Linked DNA regions of Sus scrofa: regions 2 and 3 are each linked to region 1. The links are chromatin contacts, called in public HiChIP or PLAC-seq maps. All regions are on one chromosome and are shown on one strand. The core of a region is the stretch at or near the end of the contact, and the rest is flanking DNA. Distances in the headings are between cores, read along the strand shown. Region 1 has its middle 65 kb from the start of NRIP1. Region 2 overlaps LOC106505836 (a long non-coding RNA gene). Region 3 overlaps LOC106505836 (a long non-coding RNA gene).

Evidence for each region. HiChIP or PLAC-seq counts read pairs in DNA pulled down with a chosen protein or histone mark.
Region 2: a contact with region 1 is called in an H3K27ac HiChIP or PLAC-seq map of alveolar macrophages. The contact joins two enhancer-like sites. A contact is called at or near these places in 1 of 47 Hi-C or Micro-C datasets (skeletal muscle) and 2 of 2 datasets of contacts at active chromatin or transcription factors (alveolar macrophages and skeletal muscle).
Region 3: a contact with region 1 is called in an H3K27ac HiChIP or PLAC-seq map of alveolar macrophages. The contact joins two enhancer-like sites. A contact is called at or near these places in 2 of 2 datasets of contacts at active chromatin or transcription factors (alveolar macrophages and skeletal muscle).

Annotation. Positions count from the first base shown.
Region 1 is chr13:179,978,964-179,983,284 of Sscrofa11.1, forward strand. No RefSeq gene overlaps it. Among named protein-coding and RNA genes, the nearest start is that of NRIP1, 65 kb to the left of the region's middle. Within about 2 kb of position 1,723, at least 33 of the 83 cell types and tissues checked have an H3K27ac peak or open chromatin away from gene starts, as enhancers often do. A contact at or near this core is called in alveolar macrophages, where this site is marked.
Region 2 is chr13:180,332,530-180,336,850 of Sscrofa11.1, forward strand. All of the region lies in intron 3 of LOC106505836 (a long non-coding RNA gene), which reads left to right. Among named protein-coding and RNA genes, the nearest start is that of USP25, 240 kb to the right of the region's middle. Within about 2 kb of position 2,457, at least 3 of the 83 cell types and tissues checked have an H3K27ac peak or open chromatin away from gene starts, as enhancers often do. A contact at or near this core is called in alveolar macrophages, where this site is marked.
Region 3 is chr13:180,305,578-180,309,898 of Sscrofa11.1, forward strand. All of the region lies in intron 1 of LOC106505836 (a long non-coding RNA gene), which reads left to right. Among named protein-coding and RNA genes, the nearest start is that of USP25, 260 kb to the right of the region's middle. Within about 2 kb of position 2,039, at least 3 of the 83 cell types and tissues checked have an H3K27ac peak or open chromatin away from gene starts, as enhancers often do. A contact at or near this core is called in alveolar macrophages, where this site is marked.

The sequences.
Region 1 (4,321 bases), core at 473-2,972:
TTCAATTCCTGGCCTCACTCAGTGGGTTAAGGATCTGGCATTGCTGTGAGCTGTGGTGTAGGTCACAGATACAGCTTGGATCTGGCATTGCTGTGGCTCTGGCATAGGCTGGCAGCTGTAGCTCCAATTAGACTCCATATGCCTCAAGTGTGACCCTGAAAAGACAAAAGACCAAAAAAAAAAAAAAACCCAAAACAGAGAAATGTATAAGGAGAGATAGCTTGGCAAACCACATATAAAATGATATTCAAATATAAATGTATTCGATTTGCTACAAATATGGAAGAGACATGCTTATCAAGAGAGAATAAAAAGACAATATCTGTTATTAGGAAGTAAGTTCTTGGTGCTAGCAGGTTATATCAAACAATCCTTTAATGTCTACAAGAAGCGATTTTATCTATCTATCTATTTATCTATCTATCCATCTATCCATCCAAATGGAACATATGAAGTAAAATGATCAAAGGAAGAGGGTAGTGAGAAGACACAAGATGCGGTTAGATCAGAGGGTATAAAAGAAGAGAGAAAAATGACCAGTAAGGCATTTAAAAAATTAGGATGAAAGAGTTTGCAGCTGAGCAAGAGGATCTTACATATGATCTATCAGATAAGTTTAAAAAAAATCATATGGCCTCAGAGAAGTCTGGCACACATAAACCGACAGGTGAAAAAGATAAGTTTGGCAGAAGAGGTATTCTGGGGAGATGAGTCTATGATTATCCAAAAAAAAAATAAAGGATCACCTGTAAACCATAAAACAAACTTAATAGAGTTAAGTTCTTATTTTTCACTGAAACAACACAGTGCATTATTTGGACAATATCACCTCTGAGATAATACGATTTGGTCATTAAAATGACTGAAATAAACATACATGGAACCACTAATTCATGTGTCTGGACTGCATTAATGATCAAATTGAGAAACAGTTCACATAATCCAGTTATTTGTGTGGCTATCACTCAACAAATATTAATTGGCTGCTCTTTGTAATACATTACAGCAAATAGTTACTATACAAAATGCCAATTGAACACAGAGTGCTTTTTCTTGTTTATTCTATAAAAAATCCTTCAGAAGAGTTGAAAAGAAGACAAATCAGATTCAGAAAATGTCATGACTGAAAAAGCAGCTTTAATTAGGAACTGGAAATAGAAATCGAAAAACAACCAAGAGCCAGTGAGGTGTTTTATTTGGGAGCTTTCTTATTTATCAGTGTTCTTTACTGATACATGGATGTTAGATGTGGGCAAAGTGAAAGACAGATGATAAATTTCCATTTAATATGAATTGTTATGGAACTTGTCTTGCAGACAGAAGCAATGTGGAGAACAGAGGTGAACACAGATATGGTTTTATTAGATATATGTATTCATTCAACAAATATTTTTTTGAGGTCATGTTATTTTGCAAGCGCTATCTAGGCACTGGGGTTCTAACACGAATTAAGCATGGCCCCTGCCATTGGTGAAGCAACCAACATGAAAAAGCTAATTTGGAAGGGGTGGTGGTGAAGGGTCTCTAAAGTAGATGAGGTGAGAGTCAGACTAAATGAGGAAAGAGGCTCAGAAGCCAAGGAGAGAGAGTTGTGTAATTGGTTATCAGCAGTGTCAAATTCTGTACATAAGTCAAGGAGCATCAAGATGGAGAAATGCCATCTGGTTTTGGCAGTGAGCGTGTTACTGGAGACCTTGGCAAGGCTAGCTTCTGGGAAGTGGCGTGGGTTAGGGCTGGTCTGGATCAGGTTCAGGAGTATTTTCACTGAGGAACTGAATGCATCTGGTGCACTCTAGGAGTTGGGAGAGGTAGGGGAGGGAAACAGTTGTTAGAGGGTGTATTTCTTGAGGCCCTGGGATATCTGAGACAGCAAAAACCCCCACCCACAGGCTTTTAAGTTCTATTTTGTGAAAACCCTAGCTTTCACCAGCAATAAGGAAAGGGCATTTACATCTTCAAGTAGCCTTTGTTGAGCTTGTTTGTTCTCTCCGGGGCAGTGAGTCACTCTGGAACACTGACCCTGCCATTGAAGTCAGCAGATTCTATTTGGAGAGCATTGGCGATTGTGGGGGAAGTTGTTTAAAAAGTTGACAAAAACATTTACTCTCCCTGATACGCTAAACACCTGCGTGTATTAGTTTTGGCAACTGAATATCAGCTTGGGAGCACGCGAATGCTGTTCGAGTCAAAGCAAAGGGAAGTCTCGTCTTCTGAAGGAGCTAAATGTACATGACACAGGAAGGAGTTATAATACTTTCTATTTTGGTTGTCTCTCATTTGAAAAGAATTTTAAAGAGAAAAGTGGTTCTGCAAATGCCAACTTCAATTAAAATGCTAAATACTAGTTGCAGTTTCCCCACCTCTGCCAAAGGGAATATGTCCAATGTGACCAGCCACCTGTTTCCCTTTATAAGAGCTCAAGACTGCTGCTTCATCCAGCACACTGGACTGACACTAAATATCAGTGTGATGATGAATCAAAAGTCAACAGCAGCAGAGTTTTATTTACCCAGAAGTGACCTTTAGTAAGGTCATCTCTTTTTGAGAGGACATTGCAGTCATTAAAGTTGAAACCCTTATGCAGAGGCTCCTTAAGCCTATTTAAGGCATGAGATGTAGGGCATCATGATCTTCAGTGTTTCCAATTTGATCAAATATACATATATCTGTATATGTATACATACGCCAACATGTCGGCGGAAGATGTTTGAGCAGAGAGTAATGGCACATGGTTTGTGATGGCTTAACTAGACACAGTGAAGGTCATAGAACTAGAAATTTAAGAATCAATTACGAAACAGGCTAAAGTTGCAGTCAAGAGAGTGGGTTTGGAATCAGTAAGACGTGGGTTTTAATGACAGCTGTGTCATTTATTAGCTGTGTGGCATCAGTGGCCTAATTTGTTTTTGACCACGCCTATAGCATGTGGAAGTTCCCGGACCAGAGACTGAACCCCGGGCCACAGCAGCAACCTGAGTTGAGCCACCAGGGAACTTCTGACCTAAATTTTTAAGCCTCTGTTTCCTCATCTATAAAATGCAAATAATACCAGTATGCCTAATGTATGCTGTTCTTTTAAGAATGAAGTGACACGGTTCATGCAGCTTAATCCAAGACCAGGCATATATAGTAAATGCTTCATAAGTAATGGCCATTATTTCCCTCAATAATTCCTTGTTGATCAGGAAAATAGAAACCATTAGCGTTCTTTATAAGAGTTAATATAAAAATGAATGTATGAAACAACTTGTAAAAATTCTAGTTTTGGAAAACAATCGAAATATGTCTAAGAAAAACTATAAGCATGATAAATCCAATCTAAGAAGACTGAAATGAGAACATTTTAATCACCAAACAGAACCCAGAAAAAGAACCGAAGGGTTTTAAAAGTTATATCCACTCCTAAAATTTAATAAGATTCTGATTTTGCTAATGTTAAAAAACCTCATTTCTACTAAATGTAAAAATTAGAAATTAGCTTTATCATATATATAAAGCATATCAGCACTCTTGGTGAAATTAATAGTAAAAAATTATTCCAAGTAGGTTCTGTGGGACACGTTAGTGATATTCGGATAACCATCAGTGCCCCTCTCTCCACGTATAAAATGCCCTATCCATTTGTGGAATAAATTGATGGCTGAAAATCTTCACTATATTATCTCTTTTATGGTCCCTAGTTCACCATTTAATATGGAGGCCCTAGGCCCTTTCTGCCATCAGTCAGACGTGGACCTTCTGCCAGTTCTCAGACCCCAGGTTTAATCAAAATGCCTGGCTCACCAAGCCCTGTTTGCATCCTTCATTTGTCCAGTTCTTAGGGGAACTTTGTCAGTTTGAGATATATCATTCTCTCTGCAAATAGAACCCAGGAAGAAAATCTGAATGTTATCAAGCATGGATGATCAATCGCTAAAGCACTCTGAATCTCAGTGACCACTGGGCTTAAATGATATCCTTAAGGAGAATCCAGAAAGCCATCTTTCTAGCCCTCAACTTGGCCTGCTGTGGAAAATGTAGACCCCTGCCCTTTACCAAATATAAACTACTTTTCTAGGTGAGAAAAGAAAATTGCAAAGGCAAGGCCATGCAGAGAACCAGCCATTTCCTGGGGTAGGTTGACTGAAATTCCACTTGACAAAGCCTTTTTTAGCCTTTCTACCCCAAAGTGACCTCTCCGCCACGGTTTCCTACTTAATTGATGTCTTGCCATTTCTGTTCATATATCCTCAGGTGATGAGCTGTCAGAGGGCACCATCTTTAGGTCTCCGTTAGAGCCACCGATTGGGAAGATTTGCTCCCGTTTTCTCCAAATCTCCTC
Region 2 (4,321 bases), core at 1,207-3,706, 350 kb after region 1:
CGATTTTTATGGAGATGCAATGTTCTAAGAGTTAAAAAAATGGCAGTGAATCCCAGAGAGCTGCCTCTGCTCCCCGCCCAGTGAAGAGGACCAGGGACCGCAAGACTCAAGGCTTCCAAACTGCGTTTCAGAAGGTGAAGTGCCTGAGTAATGAGGCTTTGCCCACAGCACTGGGGTCGACTTGACCAGCTGATTTTAAAACAGTTTTGAAACAGTCGAGGGGCCACCTTATACCACCGAACAAAGAACTGCAGAGGTACAGCTGGTTGGAAATGAGTCCAGGGCCACGAGAGCGTTGATAACAGAGCGCGGAAGGGGAGCGGGAGGCTGATGGACTTTCACAATTTGGCTTCCTTCCACAGATCAAATGTTGATCAAAGGATAAAAGAGGATCAGAAAATGACGCAGAGACTCCAGGCCGGAGGTGCTGAAAAAAGGGGCCGCTTCATTAGACAATATGGTGCGAGGAATGTGAGGAGCAGCTGGCATTTCAGTTCCATTTTTTAAAATCCCCCACTTTATCACGGGTATTAAACTCGCGCCTGCGTCAATAGCTCCACACATGAATTTTCACTAGGTGGTGAGACAGCCCTGGACCATCACGCCAGCGAAACTCGATCGCCTTCCCACCCCCACTTATAAAAAAATCTAATTACAAAGCCACTGGGTGAAGGGAACCTGTAAATGTAATATGCCTGGACCTCTGGAATCCATTGGATGCAGCGCCTTGCGAAATCTGACTTGGAAAAAATTAATACAAATTGATTTGGACAGAAGTGCTGTCGCAGGGATTGAAAACTGGCTCAAAGACGGTAAACAACGGATAATGACAAATGGCAGGGCAATCAAGGAGCAGGAGCCGAGTTTTCTCTAAGAGAGGAGTGTCCAAGGAGCCTCCATGAGTCAGGGTTTGAGTTCATTTGGGGTCACCATGGGTCTTATCTGCAAAGGACTGAAAAACATATGAAGGAAATCATAGCAGACTCACAGTAGGAATGAGGGTAAACATTAATAAAAGGGGAATCAGACTGGGTCAAAGGAATGCTGGAACCATAGAAGGAGAAAATCAGTTAAAACTTATTATAAAGATGAGAAAATGGCCGGAAGACAGTCTTCCAAGACTCAGAGATTCCCGGCACAAGTGCAGATAAATTCAAACTATTTCATTTGACTGATGTTTACCTTCATCTCCCAAGTTTCCATGGCTACACCAATACTGATTTGAACAAAATAATGATAGATTTCAAGATAGTACATATTCTTAAATTTAAAAAACTTTATAAAAATATTTATTTATCCCCAGCCCTCCTGCCTTCAGAATCCAGATCTTTAGGTGTAGGTTAATTTGCATGCCGATTTACTAGCTGAAAAACCAGAAAGAAATAGGAGCTTGGAAGCATTTGTCCTTAGGCAACCAATGTGAAACATCAAGAGCGCAAAATGATAACACAAATTCGGTTTGTATTATTTGCACCCAGAGCTCACTTAGAACAACCAATTACTTTTTAACGTGAAAAATAAAAATTTCCCACGAGTATGAAATGATTCAACTGATCGCATATTGACTGCACTTCTATTATGTGTTGACTCCTTTACTAAAAAGTCGTGTTGTTTTGTGTGGGAGAAAAGAGTTGTTCCAAAGTCAGATTACAAAAAAATGAGTGCACACTTTACCTCAAGAGGTTTTGCTCACAAGTAGATTCTTAGAATGTCAGTGCTGACAAGGACCTAAGGCTCCTTGATTCTGATTCCCTTCCTTTGGGGCAAGAACTGGACCTCACAGAGAAATAAGACTCCGTTTGTTTCCTGTGTTCCCGTGGCCAGCCAGAGGCCCTGTGAGAATATCTGTCTGGATGCCTCTACATAACTGTGCAGCCAGGAGACCTCATGGAATCTTTCACTTTCCACATGCTCCCATCCTGCCTAAGATGCCACATCACCGCCATTCTTCCAGCCTGGCGAGGCCGAGCTTCACAGAAGCACAGAGCACTTTTCCATTTTGGAAACCTGACCAAGCCTGCTGACCAGGCTGGGCCGCTGACAGTAGCACCAGTCCTGACTCTCTCTGTGCCAGAGTGAACAGCACTCTAAGCCAGAGTCTTTCAGAACCTTGGGACCACTTAATCCCTCAAAGCTTTTCATTCCTGCCACCTTTGGCCTCCACCCAAAATGCACGCTCCAACAGTCCTCTGTCCTCTCACATCCTGGTCCCCACCCTACTCTTTGTTCCTCTGCTATGAGTCATCTTGCCATCCTCATTCCATTTTCCTGTCAAACTCCTGGCCTTTGCTCACATGGCTCCCTCCACCTCTCCTGCCTTCTCCCTGCACAGTCCATGTGGTGAATACCCATTCATCTTTCAAGACTCATCTCAGTCATTATCCCCTGCTTTGCAAAGGAGAATCTTCACCTGCTTCCTCCTAGCTGCCTTGCCCCGTAGAATTGACAAGTCTTTCCATTGTTGCTTAATAGAAGAAAAACCAGAGGAACGTAATTCTATGGGGCAAGGCAGCTATCACAGCTCTCTAAATGGTGAAAGAATTTGTTTGCATGTCTGCCTCTACTGGATTACAGTCTCTCTGAGGGCCTAGACTTTGTTTTGTGCCCTCCACTGTATTTTCAGTGCCTGGAACAGTGTCTCCTAGCATATAGTAGGCTCTTGTTAAATATTTTGTTAACTAGATGAGTATCGCTACTGGGCCATTAGCTTCTTGGAGGCAGGAACAATGCCTTCTTTCCTCACCACTGCACAGTTCCTGGCACATATGGCTGGAGAATCATAGTAACTTCTTTCCTCAGTGCCCTATGGAATCCATATGCTACTGTAAATAAATGTCCCTTTTCATTCAAGCATTTCACCCAGGTCCCCCTCAACCTAACCTTAAACGTGGTGCTCCCTTAGGATGACTCCCCTTTTCACCCTCTTGGAAAAAGCCTCCTCATCACACAGCCCCTTTTACTAAGACCCAAGATCTGCCTACTTCTGGATTCCCATTGCAACTCAAATTCTTTCCTCACAGGCAAAAGTATTGAAAGAGTAGTTAATACCCCTGTTACTAATCAGCCTGCAGTCTTCATCGCCACTGAAATGGCTTTTTCATGGGGTCAAATGCATTGGACAATTATTAAGCCTACTTTTGCTACTTCCAATTCTTAGCGCGTATGGTTCTCAACTTCTCTGTAATGTTTGGCACTTTCAATATGAAGCATTTTCCCCCTTCACCTGCTTTTTCCCCCACCTACTTCTCTGGTCCAACTTTTGTAGACTTTTGGAAAACTCTTCTATCTTATTCTTCATCTTGCATTTTCCCTCAGGCCTCTGAACCCTATTCTCTAGTTGAACTATCACCTTTAAGATGATGAATTACAAGTGTATTCTTCTTCAAAGGCACAGCCTCATTTCTCCATTTGTCCCTGGAAAGCCCTCATGGGTAACCTGAAACACTTTTAAAATCAGCCTTTACAAAGCTGAATTTACTATGTATCTTCTAACTCTTCTCTTCTATGGCATCTCTTGCTTAATCAAAAGTACCCCAACAATGATCCCATATCCTAGCTAGAAATATGGAGAGTATTTCTAGACAAGCTCCACTTTTTCCGCCTCAGAATCCTACTTCTTTCATTCCACACCTGAGACCCAATTTCTCTCACTCTACTTCCAATACTACTTTCACATTCATCCCCCCGCCTATCCCTATGACTACTGTGAGATAATAGTCTCTAATCACATTTCTCCTGTTTAACAAAGATAAAATGATTTATGTATGAGTATTTGCAGCATGTCTTCCTCCCCTTCACAAGAAATACTTAAGAACCATCTGCTATGTCCATAGTGATAATGGATCAAAATAATTAAGAATTAGAAATAACTAGAAACAGAATGAAGGGAGAGAAAAGATAATGGAGAGAAAGAACACATCTAAGAAGGCAAGAGAGGAGTGAAAAAATAATCCTGGAGCCCACACCTGAATTGAGGATGGGAAGAGTTCTGAGTGTAGTTCTAGGAATTGAGAGATACAGAAAGGTGTGTGAATACCAAAGGATTTTTACAACATGGTTCCTGACATTCTGATAAAGTTTTGCATTGCATTTAAATATTCTTGCCTCCAAAATTCCCTTGTGGCATCACAAAGAAACTAGACCCCGTGAAGACCAAGGTAATGATCCATACCTGGATTATTGCTGTAAAACATCTCTATGTAATGTCCTAGATGCTCCCTTCAAACCTCCACCTAGGTATCAGAGTGACATTTTAAAGACAAAAACTAGACCATGACAATACTTTGATTATCTTTTATACTGTGACACTTGCCCAAGCATT
Region 3 (4,321 bases), core at 789-3,288, 330 kb after region 1:
ACCAAGCGACAAGAAAGGATATAGCTCAGAATATGCTTTCCAATTTACTTATCAGTTATTTAAGAAGAGGCTAGGAGTTTGCATATTTCAACTAGAAAGAAGAAATTGAATTCCTTTGTAATAGAGTTTGACAGAGAAATGTATATGATATTCACAAATGAAGTCAAGTTGCAGAAAAATCTCTGTTTTATGCTAAATAGTATAAAAAACAGTGATTAACCCTTCCTGCTGTTAAGTTCACTATGGATCATTCAAACAATGATTTTATTATTCATTCAGGAACATCCAAGCCACTTATGAGTTAAAGCAAGATATTAAACACAGACCTATTATTGTCTGCTTTAATAAAGCATATCAGAATGCATATTATCAAAAGATGCTCCTTGAAGGTTGTAGTCACCTTGGTAAGTTACAAACTACGAAATTGTCATTGCCCCTTTCTCTAAATATTTTAGACCTGGAATAAGCATCAGTTTAAGTCACAAGAAAAATTCATTCTTATTTGGAAGTTTCCACTGTGGCTCAGCAGTAGCAAGCCCAACTAGTATCCATGATGATGTGGATATGGTCCCTGGCCTCAATGAGTGGGTTAAGTCTCTGACATTGCCAAGAGCTCTGCTGTAGGTCACAGATATGGCTCAGATTCTGCATTGCTGTGGCTGTGGTGTAGGCCATCAGCTGTAGCTCCAATTTGACCCCTAGCCTGGAAACTTCCATATGCTATATATGTGGCCCTATAAAAAGCAAAACGAAACAAACAAAAACATTCATTCTTGTTTGGATTTATACCTTATTTTGGTTAACTTGGTCTTTACTTATTTACAACATTCAAATCCACATTTAAAAGATTCAGTTTATGCCATTATAGACTTCAAAAAATGCCCTGTTTTCCAAGACAATTCAAAAAGGGAATGTAAAAATATTTTGAGCAATGATAGCATGTCTGCAGTAAATATAAGACCACCTAAGGTAACCACTCCAAGGAGGACAATATACATTAGGAATTACTGAGAGTTCCCATCATAGCTCAGTGGAAACGAATCTGACTAGCATCCATGAGGATGCAGGTTCAATCCTTGGCCTTGCTCAGTGGGTTAAGGATCCAGCATTGCTGTGAGCTGTGGTGTAGGCTGCAGATGTGGCTGGATCTGGCATCGCTGTGGCTGTGGCATAGGCCAGCGCCCATAGCTCTGATTCGACCCCTAGCCTGGGAATCTCTATATGCCATGGGTACAACTCTAAAAAGACAAATAAACAAACAAAAATTATGAATTATCAATTTCAGTGCTTTTAAAAGTTATTTAAATTATTTTATAAATCCAATCTATAGATAATCCACCAGCTAAAATTTTTCTTAAAACAGGGATTAGATGTCTTTTTGTGGTTGCTGAGGGGGAGGGGGAGGGAGTGAGATGGATGGGGAGCTTGGGGTTAATGCATGCAGACTATTGCCTTTGGAATGGGTTAGCAATGAGATCCTGCTGTATAGCACTGGGAGCATGATAATGTGAGAAAAAAGAATGTGTATATGTATGTGTAACTGGGTCACCATGCTGTACAGCAGGAAAAAAAAATGTATTGGGTAAATAAAATAAAATAAAATATATTAGAACAAGATGTCTTTATAAAGTTTCAGCTAATGATATTTAATACAAATACAAATAATAAATTATAAGAGAGGATCATTTTGAGCTACTAAGTAACTATTTGAGAGGCAGGACAGTATACCAGATACAGTCATGGGCTCCATTTGCTCAATCGCCAGGATGGAGCTCTGACTCAGTCACTTAATAGTTGTATGACCTTGGTTTCCTGTCTGTAAAATTGGTCTAATAATAGTATCAGTCTCATTGGTTTGTTGTAAGGACTAAATTATAGATCTTTCTCAATTTAAATTCACATTCCAATAAACCTATTATAAGTTGAAAATACTGTAAATTAAAAGTGTGTTTAACATACACATAAAAATTAATAAACAGAAGCCCCAATTAAATAGAATAGGGAGGCCAGCAGGGGGAGCTCTCATGCCCTGCGAAGATAGCAGAGCCCAAAGGAAAAAACCCTTCTTTCCTGGCAAAGACTAGGCCAATGAAAAGCTATGGACTCTTTGTTTACTACCATCCTCCTGACTTCCTTTTTCTCTCTGGAAAAGTGTTCTCTTTCCCTTGCCATATGAAACTTTAGCATGCTTGCCATGGTTGCATATTCCAAATTGCAACTCTCTGCTGATCCTGAATAAACTTTGCTGCAGAAATATCCAGCAATGCATTTGTTTTAGGTCGATATTTTGGTGGCCTATATGGAAACCCAATTCTCAATGGTGAATCTCTGAGGAACTACAGGGGCTCTTCCCAATCACCCCTCTTAGTCAGCTTGAAGCAACCTTTCTCCAGACTGGAGATGAATCTCTTTCAGTCCTACTTAACATCGGAGCCACACTCTCAGTGCTCAACCCCACTGCTCTGAGTGCCTGCCTGCCTCAGAGTAGTAATGCAGTTCAAATATTGGGAATTTATATTTTTATTTTTTTTCGTCTTTTGTCTTTTTCAGGGCCACACCCGCAGCAGCATATGGAGATTCCCAGGCCAAGGGTCTAATCAGAGCTACAGCTGCCAGCCTACACAATAGCCACTGCAATGCCCGATCCGACCATGTCTGCAAACTGGCAAACTACACCACAGGTCACAGCAACACCAGATCCTTAACCCACTAGCAAGGCCAAGGATCAAACCCACAAGATCATGGTTCCTAGTCGGATTCGTTTCCGCTGTGCCACGACGAGAACTTCTAGTGGGAATTTCTAATGAGCCTCAGGAGGTTCCTGTCTCTGAAAATATTCCCTTTTGTTTAGGCTCTTTGAGAGACAGACACCCACTTCTCCTTAGTTCCTCTGCTGCTACCCATTTCTTAAGCCAAGACTTCTCATGCTGAAATTTCTTTCCTCCAAAAGAGGGAAATAATTCTAGAATTGAAAGTAGCCATCAAAGCAACCTGCTAGGTGAATGAAAAGACACTTTGACATCTTTTCTCACAGTACAGGACCTGATTCTGGAAATACTGATCATTTGTCTCTGTTGAATCAGCTACCACCCTCCTTATGGGCAAAATATCCAACTGATATTGATAAAATTCACAGTGCACTTCCCATCAAGACTTAAATAGATCCCTCAAAACCTCTTCCCAGAATTAATCAATACCCTATAAATAAAGAAGCCCTTCAAGGCCAAAAGCCCATAGTAGAAGATTATAGGGCTCAAAGCCTCGTTTTGTCTTATACTAGCCCCTGTAATACTCCCATCTACCAGTGAGAAAACCAAAGGGCTGAGGGCGGAGGTTTGTTCAGGACCTCTGAGAAATAAACAGCATTGTTATCCCTCAACACCTTATTATTGTTCAAAACATCCATTCCCCTGGAAGCATATTCTTTCCTGCAATTGCTTTATGCAGTGCATTCTTTAGTATTCCAGTTGATAAAGTTTAGCCAATACCTTTTTTGCCTTCCTTTGAGAAGAAAAACAAATTACTTGGACTGTAATGCTTCAGGGTTTTCCTTATAGTCCTTGGTGTTTCTCCCAAATCCACAAGGCTGATCTGGATGATATAAAGTTCCTTAGAAGTTCTGCTTTGTTGAACTTTGTGAATAATTTACTTCTTTGCTCACCTCTTCAAGCCTCCTTATAGGATGAGAGCATCCATTTGCTAAGGCTTTTAGCCTCAAAGGAACATAAATCACCAAGGAAAAATTGCAATTTACCTAAACCCAGCTTTGCTATTTGGAGTATCTGATATTAGAATAAGGGCTATTTTGATCCAGATAGACTTTGTGGTGTCCCGAGTTTCCCAAAACCCAAACCTCAGTGCCAGCTTGAGGTTTTCTCAAGCTAGTTGGTTACTGACGAAATCGGCTTCCAAATTTCTCTCTTATGGACATACTTCTTTATGTTTTACTAAGCAATAACGATCTAGATCAAATTTTATGGGAAGGACAGGATGACATAGACTTAAAGGCTTTAAAGGAGAGTTTGATGAACTTAGCTGTCCTCACACATCCCAGTTATCAAATTCCCTTTTTTCCTGTTTGTATATGAAAAGAAAGGGAATGTCATTAGCCTACTCACCCAAAACCATGGGGAGCACCATCAATCCACAGGGTGTTATAACCAAATATTGGGCCATGTGGCATGGGGATACACTCTGTTGCCTTATAGCCATTACAGCACTATCTTTTTAGTTAAGGCCACTGAGAAAATCATTACAGGATCCTCTTATTCCATTGTTGTACCTTATGCAGTAGATCTCCTGAGTTCTCATCACCCTCAAC